3 separate regions of the Mus musculus genome follow, and regions 2 and 3 are each linked to region 1. Evidence: chromatin contacts called from public promoter capture Hi-C data. All regions are on one chromosome and are shown on one strand. The core of a region is the stretch at or near the end of the contact, and the rest is flanking DNA. Distances in the headings are between cores, read along the strand shown.

The links. Promoter capture Hi-C pulls out the DNA fragments that hold promoters and counts their contacts.
Region 2: a promoter capture Hi-C map of liver shows a contact between it and region 1, with 5 times the contacts expected there. The contact joins the promoter of Lrp10 here to the promoter of Supt16 in region 1. A contact is called at or near these places in 2 of 39 promoter capture datasets (hippocampal neurons and liver).
Region 3: a promoter capture Hi-C map of liver shows a contact between it and region 1, with 4 times the contacts expected there. The contact joins the promoter of Dad1 here to the promoter of Supt16 in region 1. A contact is called at or near these places in 2 of 39 promoter capture datasets (both in liver) and 1 of 9 other capture datasets (adipose tissue).

Annotation. Positions count from the first base shown.
Region 1 is chr14:52,195,798-52,198,990 of GRCm38.p6, forward strand. It overlaps Supt16 (SPT16, facilitates chromatin remodeling subunit), which reads right to left and starts at 1,442. Exons shown (of 26, transcript NM_033618.3): 1 at 1,288-1,442. The coding sequence starts at 1,353. It overlaps Chd8 (chromodomain helicase DNA binding protein 8), which reads right to left. Exons shown (of 38, transcript NM_201637.3): 38 at 2,354-3,193. The coding sequence ends at 2,795.
Region 2 is chr14:54,462,609-54,465,801 of GRCm38.p6, forward strand. Lrp10 (low-density lipoprotein receptor-related protein 10) reads left to right here and starts at 1,539. Exons shown (of 7, transcript NM_022993.3): 1 at 1,539-2,003; 2 at 2,296-2,340; 3 at 2,966-3,101. The coding sequence starts at 1,967.
Region 3 is chr14:54,252,191-54,255,383 of GRCm38.p6, forward strand. Dad1 (defender against cell death 1) reads right to left here and starts at 1,739. Exons shown (of 3, transcript NM_001113358.1): 1 at 1,442-1,739. The coding sequence starts at 1,652. It also overlaps a transcript of Abhd4 not described here.

The DNA.
Region 1 (3,193 bases), core at 192-2,691:
CCTTCTGTAATTTCAGTTCTAGGGTATCCCACGCCCTCTTCTGGCCTTCGCAGGCAATGCATGCAGGGTATACACAAACATACATGAATGCAAAATACCCATAAATATTAAAAAAAAAAAAAAGCTTTAAAAGTTTATTATTTCAGGGCTGGCTGTAGAAACGGGGGCTTTTGATTATCATCATTGCATACATCATAACACAGTGACAGTAAATATTCCCTGGATAGGGATATAGCTTAATGGTAAAACACAGAGGTGGTGGTAGGGCCAATCCTCAGGACCAAACAATATAATTTTGTGATAGAGACCACTAAGTCATCTAAAAAAAATTAGCCAATAAAGTGAAAAACCCTATATTATTTTCAGCACGCAATGCATCTTGCTTAAAAGATACATAGGCTTTTTTCTGATGAGGCAGGAAAAACAACCGACTTCAGTAAAGGTTCAATTTTATTTACTAAATGACGAGCCGATTGATACAGTCTCACTATGAAGCACAGGCAGGCTTGAAACTAGTCATTTTCCTGCCTCAGCCTCAGAAATCATGGGATTACATGCAGGAGCCAAGAATGGAGAGGACCAATCAGTATAAGATAGTTTACAAAGCTGAAACCGGAGTTGGTATTTTTTCAGAGCATTTTCGGCTTTCTTTTTTATCAGTTCTATTTCCCCTCACTCACAAGGTTCAGAGCCCAGACGATAGACCGTTCAGACAGTATGAAATCAATCAAACACTTGTGAAGTTAACAAGTTAACTAGCAAAAAAGTAAGTTTGAAATTATGATTATAAAACAGGGAAACTGCCCAATCTTTGGAGAAGCCCTGGAACTTCCACAGCGTTTTCCTCAACACGTGCCCCCGGTATGCTGCCGACATGGGAAACCGGCTTTGAGGCGTCCCATCAATTAATTCTTAGGAGAGCCCGCAGGTTCCCAGCGCTGGGTCTGTGACCCACGCAGGGCCTAAGGAGAAGCAGCGGGGCGCGGGAGCAGCATTTCTCAACTCCAGCAGAGGCCGGGGAGCGGGGAGCGCCAAGAGCTCCGGGCACAGCTTTCGCGCCCCTTTCCCGCAAACGGTAATTGTGGCGGGACCTGGGCGGGCCGCTGTGGCCGCGGGGCGGGCCAGGCGCGTGCGGACCCCGCAGGCGCAGCACGGCGCGGCGAGCCGGACGCTGCCGGGGCAGGCGGGAGCGCGGCGGAGCCGGAGGTTTCTGGCTGAGGGGGAAAAGGGCGCCGGGAAGCAGGCTATTATGGGATGTGGGGCTCCCGGGGGCGCGGGGCTCCTTACCCGCCAGTTACTGTACAATCTCTTCACTCGCCGGTAGTACGCGTCTTTGTCCAGAGTCACAGCCATTGCCCTGGACGCCGCTTCCCGTCGGGCTCCGAGAATCACGCGAGGTCCCAGCTCCGCCACCCGCGCTCGGCCCGGAATCCCGCACTCTCTGTGACCCGGAAGTACCGACCGCCCGGTATCCCCTTCCGCTTCCGGGTCCCTAGAGCGTCGAAGATTTAAAAAGCGAAAAAACCAAACCCACCGCTCGTTCCGTAGGGTGGCGGGAGGAAGGGCAACCGAGGACGCAAAAGTGAAGTCAACAGACCGAGGTGCAGCGCGGGCTCGCGGGCTCTGGAAGCTCTCTCCGGCGCCAGAGGCTCCCGTCACGTGACCCGCCCACTTTCCGAGCTCCGGGCGCTCTGGGCGGCGGGCAGAGGGAGGGGAGCAGAAAGAGCGGGACCCGCGTGCAGCCAGGCGCAGGAGTGAGTCCTCTGCCCCAGGGCAGGCCAGTGACCGCCCCGGGGAAGGCACTCTCAACCAAACACTGCACCCCAGAGGGACGGAGCCCACCTTCGCGAATAAGCTGCGCGGTGGGCAGCAGAGTAGGAAGGAAAGGTTCTGTTTTCCTTTAAGAGATGGGCCGGTAGGGTGGAAGGAAACAAATGGCTCGGAGTGGCTCCTAAACTTTGTAGTTCTTTCCAGCCTCGCGAAGACCCAAGTTGTGAAGGCACCCTTTTTGTCAGCGTGTACTTTTGCTGTATTTCATGAAAAGCCACATTATTCTCTGGCTTTCCCCAAGAATAGTTATCCTGACTAATTGAAAAAAAAAATATGGCTCTTGAAATTAATCCTCGTTTAAGAATGTGAAGTACAATTCAAAATATTTTACCTCTTTATCTTGTATCATTTCCTTGGCTTTAACAAACGGGATAACCCGCCATTATATATGCCTATTGAGGACTACAAATGGCTTTTCTATTAGTTGCAACAGTATTGAACTGTAGGAGAATGGTGTTTAAATTACGCAGCAAAAAACAGTACTTATATTGTGTTTAAGGAAACAGAACATAGGAAGAATGGAAAAGGATTAACTTAAATTTATTAATGCCAAGGGGAAGGAAGGTAACAGTTCCTGACCCTCCAGCTGTAGCCACAGTTTGGCCAGGAACAGGCTCTGCCAGAGGCTAGGGCCAGCGCTACATAGTCTGTGGTTAATGGAGGCGTCTGGGGAGGGGTGAGCACACCAGCTGCTCTAAGCTCCTTTGCTTCCCCAGAAACGAGGAAGTGGTCATTTATTATTTTTTTTTTTTAGGAGTTCCCCTGCCCACCCAATCCTCTCAAAATTGGGAGCAATTGGGTACAAGTTTTTTGTTTTTTTTTGTTTTTTGTTTTTTTCTTTTTCTTTTCACCTCCTGAAGTCTTGGGTTTCCCCATATTGTTCCCTGCCCCTCCCACATTTCCAAAGTCCAAGGGCCAGAGTAAGGGATTCCAGCAGCCACCCATCACGGGTCTATATGGGGCTTCAGTCGTCAGCATCTTCACTGGAGTCTGAGTTGGCTGGCATCATAGGGTCATCAATGAGTGAGAAGTCCCGTTCTGAGCTGTCATAGCCCTGAGATAAATCATCATCTTCTTCATCCTCCTCTTCATCATCGTCCTCAGGTTGCAGTGTTGGTAACCGCAAGGCAGTACCAGAGGTGGTAGTAGCTGGTGAAGAAGGGTAGCCAGTGGTTCTCAAGCCTGGATGGTGATGGTGGTGATGGTGGGGGTGGGGATGGTGGTGGTGATGATGAAGCATGGTGCTGGAGTCTACATGAGGGGGTGCTGCTGCACCCATCACAAACGGCATAAAAGGCAGAGATGCAGAAGTGGTACTGCTGTGACCCAGAGACGACACAGACTGTAGGTTACTACTGCTGTG
Region 2 (3,193 bases), core at 289-2,788, 2.3 Mb after region 1:
TTGTTCCAGCTGGACATGGTGACGGGTTTATGATGCCATCACTTGGAAGTAGAGGCAAGAGAACCAGGAGTTCAAAGCCAGCCTAGGATACAAGAGACCTCTCAAAAACAAACAAAGTCTTTGATCTGAGGATTCTAGAATCTACCATGTCATCTCTAGCAGCAGGGAGTCTGGTCCAGACAACTTGACTGAGTCTTGTTGTCTGAGTCTAGCTCTTTTATATGCCAAGAGTTTGATTTAGAAACAAGGTATCTCAACTATTTGTGACTCAGTTTCCAACACTGACTTCTCAGAGGTGTGGTCACCTTTCAGTGAGATAATATATGCAAAATGCTATGATTAATACCTAGCAGATGGTGAGTGATTCTCTAGAAGCACTGAAAATATTTGTTGACATTTATTTTAATCATTCATCCACACACACACACACAAGTTGCAATGTATGCCACAGCACACAGGTAGATGGCATTTATTCATGTTTCATATACACATCACAAGTAGCCTGATGATAAATTTAATCAAGTATTTTTAGCAATGCTGAAGATGAAACAAAGTTTTACTGTATGGAATTTCCCACCTGTGGCACTATGTTGGTGCTCAAATTGTTTAAAACAGTGGGAGCCATTCAGATTTGAATATTCAGATTTGGGGAAGGTATTACTAAACTTCTCCATGCCAGCACTTCCTTATCTGTAAAATGGAAGTAACCATAGACTACCTCACAGGACTGTTGACAAGAGGAACAAACATCTCGCTGTTAAATATTTACTATATGTATACTAAATGTACTTAGGTATAAGCCTGAAATGTGAAAAAAAATATTCAACTTGTTATTCTTTTGTAAATATTACCCACCTGTGCCACAGGAAACCGGAAACCCACAAAATTTAATAATACTACCCTGTAACTGAGAATAATTGTTGCTATCAGATAGAAACACCTCACTTCCTATGTCTGCCAACGTGCTTAGGGCTCAATCTACAATGTTACCCTAAATGTTCACAAGTACCATAGGAGGGAGTCACACTATCATGACCCTCAATTTTTACAGGACTGCTTGAACGGAGGAGTAATTTTCTCAAGTTCACGGATCCAGCAAGTGAAGCCATATTATGTCTTTACCATTCGTAGAGATCACTGCATCTCAGCAGGAGAGCAAGCAACACTCTTGGGACAAAGGTACCCAGTCTAGGCCCCAGCCTACAGGAAGTGTCAGTTTCCAAAGCTGAGGCGGGGGCGGGAGTGATGAATAAACATTGTAACAGATAATTATAATAGCGCCTGGTAATTGGTTCAGTAAAGGCTTACTACCAGAAGCGCTACGGGATCTAAGGCGCTGGGTGAAGAAAAAGTACTGAGGATTTAAGGGTCCAAAGACACGTAGCAGTTACGGCGGGAAAAGCAGACATCCTTTGACAAGACACATCTGAAAGATAACGCAGGCGGCAGCCAAAGGGCGATCCGGAGCGTGACGGCAAAAGCAACCCGGAAAGGAGCTGAGCGCAGGTGGGCGTGGCCGCGCGGTGACTGGCAGGGGTGGGGCCAAGCTGGCCGCGCCCCTCGTCGCCGGCTGCTGGGCTTCGGCCGGGGTCCGCTGGGGCACCGCGAGCTGTGCAAAGCCGCCGTCCCCTAAGGGCCGCGGGGACCGAGCCGCACGCCGGCTCGGGGACGGGCAGTCCACAAAGTTTGGTCCGCGGAGGACGCAGCGTCGAGCCCGGCAGGTGCGGCCGGGCCTGGCCGGGGCGCTCGCGGCCTTCCGGGCGAGCACCGCCGGGCACTGGTAAGGAGCGATCAACTCTGAAGTTAGCAAGAGGCGTCACGCCTGTTCCTCTCCGCCGTGCGTCCAGCCCTGGCACCCCGAGCCTGGGTCGCACCGGGGCTATGCAGCCCCCACCCGGCGAGGAGCTTCCTGCCAGGTAGACAAGAGGCGCCCCGGGACCCTGCCGGCACCCCTGTTCAACCCAGGATGCTATCGGCCCTCCCTCTTCTTTTCCTCCTCCTCGGTAAGAGTCCCCGCCCCGGTGTCACTGCCCGCCGTCCCGCGCCCTCCTTGGTGACCCACGACCCCTGCGACCGCCGCCCCGTCGAGCCTCGGCCTCCTCTCGGGCTGTCCCACACTGTCCCTCCCACTCACAGCCAGGGAAGGCGACCTTTCGGCGAGGTCACGCACCTCCTTCCGGCTCCTCTACCCCTTCCTATAAACTGTCCGGAAGTCTCAGATGGGCCTCCCCTTGGAGTTGCCCAGGTGAAGAAAACTTGACTCTCTCTGCTGCCCTTTCTCGATTCCCCCTCTAGGAGGTGCTCTGGCCCGCCCAGACCGGATCACTTTCCCACGTTCTGGTAAGTAAAGCGAGTTCCTAGGGTTCTGGGGCATGGGAATGAAGATGCACCCTAGAGAAAAGAATCTCTCCCCTGGATCCTGGAGTCTGCTGTAATTTTAGAATAGGTATCATCCATTACTTTACAGAAGGGGAAACTGAGGCTCAATGTGAACTGGCACCTGGTAGTTGTTAAGAACCATCTCGTTTTTTTATGTGTAATATCCGTGTTTTGTCTCCCTAGTTAGGGTAAGGTCTTCCTGAGAGTAGAAACAGTATTTCTCTGCCAACTGACCCTGTGGCTGGCACAAAGCCTACAGTAACATTACTTATAGTGTGAATACTTAAGATGAAGTATAAAGAATATGGAAAAGGAGTAGGGTTGTCAACTCCTATAATCCCAGCACTTGAGAGGCAGAGGAAGGAGAATCAGTTCAAGGCCAGCCTCAGCTATATAGTGACTTTGAGGATATCCTAGGTTACAAAAGGTTTTTGTTTTTAAACAAACAAACCAAAAAAAAAAAAAAATGGAGAGGGACCAGTTGGCTGTAACTGGTGGGTGGAGATTTTTGCCATCTTGAGGCATTCAGAGGGGAAGAAGAATATTAAAGAACTCTACCAGTGTCTCCCCCCCCTTCTCCCTCTAGCTTGTGAGGCGCCCCCAGCTGTGCTCTCAGAAGTACAAGGCACTTTACAGAGGCCTCTAGGCCGGGACAGCCGAAGCTCCCCTGCCAACTGCACCTGGGTTATCCTGGGCAGCAAGGATCAGACAGTAACTGTCAGGTGAGAAATAAGGCAAGTCCCCATTTCTCTCTACTGCCCCTTCCCTCTCCCTCTGAAAAAGCCTTTGATCACCTTTCTATGATATTACCATC
Region 3 (3,193 bases), core at 489-2,988, 2.1 Mb after region 1:
CAACCACATGGTGGCTCACAACCATCTGTAATAAGATCTTCTGCACTCCTCTGCTATGTCTGAAGACAGCTACAATGTACTCACATAAGTAAATAAATCTTTAAAAGAAAAAAAAAAAAGCAAAAGTCATCTACCAAAAAAAAAAAAAAAAGAAAGACAGATGGGATGAAAGAGAGAGTGTGAGCGCACTAACCTAACTTTCCAGCAAATCACTTTTTTTCTATGTAGTTCTGGTAAGTCAGGACTTAACTCAGAGGCTTGTGAAGATGGGTGGCTTCAACAGGAGAGACCTTACTTAAATCAGCTGTTAGCCCCACTCTGTTCCTACACTTCCATAACCAGAGGCTAAATAAGTAAGAGGTTCTCAGCCTCTTACTGTTCTCTGTCGGGAACAGTACTGGGCACAGTAGAGAGGTTTGTCAGACCTGGCTAATGGTGCTAACATATCCTGATGGTTAGGGTGTAGCCTCCAGAAACTGGACCAAAAACCAAAGACACTATGATGACCACTGAATAAGCTGACTTTGCAGCTCTAGCTCTGACTGGGGCACAAGTCGGCTGGGGCCTATTTAAGTTCTGAAAAGTAAAATTGTTCCCAGTGGGCCTGACCTAGCAATGTGAATGTGTACATGTGACGTGAGGTTTATGTTAAGACACTAAATCAAGTCTCCAGACAAGTCCAATGCTATATTTTGTCTCTGCCCAAACCAGCTGTAATTCACTGAGGAAAACAATTGCTAATAAACCCCCAAAACACTGCTGACTGACCATGATACATTTGGTAGTAACATTCCTAAGCCAAACCTGTTCCCAGTATTCTCTCAGTTCCATGGGGCAAGAAAAGTCAGACTTCAGATGAAATCCATGGCGGCAATCCTCATTAAACCTGGAAGTCTGTAAGGTTATTAAATGTGTAGAAGAAAGAAGAGCTAATACACAATTGTGTGAATAAAAATTGAGTTGAGGGTAAAGAGAAAAAGCACATAAATTATGCACAGAAATAAGTAGGGGCAACTAAAAAGCCAGCATCAATTGGGTTGCCTCCTCACAAGCAGTCACTAATATTTATATTCCTATACTATCACCAAAGTCTTCTCCTAGATGAAGTAGGGATTAGGCCAAAGTGATAGAAATGTCTCAGCTTGGCATTTTAATTTAAAGCTCTACCAACTTTAAATTTGTGTTAAAGTTTCATCAAGGTAGGATATTTTTCCTTAGAGAAGTATTAATTGCGACGAACACCAGAAGACTATTTCTTTACATATTCAGTTTCAACTCCTGTTAGGCATTAGAAACGTGACATTTCTGAGCCTGCTTCCTGGATCCCAAGAAGTAAGCGTGACTTCACAGACGACGGCCTTCTACAAACTACCAAAGGGTACCGTGAGGACGAAGCTGCGCGCCAAAGTGGGACATTATGACCAGGATACAGAATCATTACCCGCTAGGATGAAGCTGCCCACACAAGAGATGAAGCCAGAGAGGAAAGAGTTGAAGGGGAAGGTGCCCACGAGGAGACAGTAGCCGAACTGCAGCGCCCCGGTCAGCAGTATATAAAGGAGATAGGCGTCCAGCAACTTCAGCCGCTGCGGAGTGGAGCTCAAGTACTCCTCCAGGAACCGGGAGATGACGGACACCACAGACGCCGACATGACGAACACGGGGACTTCGGATACCGGACGACCACAGACGATGTGGCTCGCGCGTGCGCGTTAGCGGGCCCTAGCCACGCCCACACCGGCGGGCCAATTGGCTCCGGCGTAAAGGCCAGCCTTGGTGCGTCACAATTAATGCGCAGACACAGGCTGCATACCCAGACTGAGAACTACAAACGGAAATAAATTAATGCTCCTGCGCAGGGCCTATCTCCCCCTCTGGAGACGTGTACTATAGCCTTATTTCCGCCCTGCGTTTGTTGACGCCCTCTGTTGCTCTGGCGACGAGATTTGTGACCGGAACAAGGGGAGAGGTTTAACAGCGGACAGAGACGCTTCCCAGAGAGTTCCGGCTCTCTTTGATCCCCCTCAGTGGTCTAGCTTGGGAATCTGCTTAGAGACCAAGCTGGCGGTCCAGGGACTTAACCTGCCTGGCCCTAATTCTCTTAAAAGCTCTATCTTCAGATGCCTATGACCGATCATTAGAGCAGGTCAAGTTCCTCCGCAGTGAGAACTATGCTTATACGGGCCAAGCGCCGGTTTACACTGGCGGGAGAGGGTTGACCTCTACAGGATCCTGAACTGGAAGGCTGAATCTGGGCCCCACGAAGAACCTAAGCCAGCAGGTATTCATTCATTCAACAAACGCTCGTTGAGTACCAAGGAGGTCCAATAGCTGTAGTTATATTGTAGGAATTTTTAGGTTAATCAGTCACTGTCTAAAAAGAGAGATAGTCACTTGTGCGTAGAGTGAAGGGTCAGGATCAGCAGCAAACTGACATTGTACAACAGGTATTGTTATAATATTCCTTGAATGGCTCCAAAGAGCATATTTGTTTCAACCTGATCCTCTGAATCATTTTATAGAAAAAGAATTGAAAGTTTGAGGTTTTAACAAGTACAATTAACTGCTTTTTAGCGTTTTAGCTGAAGAAAACTTAAGTTCTGCCTTCTGGTTTGCACTGCCATTACAAGTTCACAATAACCCGACCTTCTAAACCTAGTATCTCATCTTTCAGTTAAAAAGTCTACCCGCATAGAATCCGGTACTTCATTTCAGCGTTTAAGACACTTCCAACTGCCCTGCCTAACTAGTTGAGCAGCATTTCTAAACCCGCAACTGAACTACTGTCGCTTGTTATCTGTATTTAGCCCGGAAACACTTAGCGCCACAATCCAATAAGACGTAAATAGCCCTGCCCAGGTTCCAGTGAATCACTCGTGTCTTTGGAAAGCCTTAGTCTGTTAAAAGAGGTAAATCCATATTCACAAGAGAGAAGTTTGCACTCCTAGAAATGTAGCCTCTGTGCTCTTGTGTTACTGTAGAGTGGGTGGGATGTGGAAGGATAACCAGACGGGTTCCTACTCCACATAATATGAAATGCATCTGCAATTGAACCCTTCTCCCTGTCTCAGCACAAGTAGAACAGATTCCTCTGGTCGTCAACTTAAGGCCAAATGGGCTAACTGGCTGTTTCTAATTATCCAGTAATGAATTCTTCCAGAAGTTCCTGTGCCATCATCCCAGCACCTTCCAG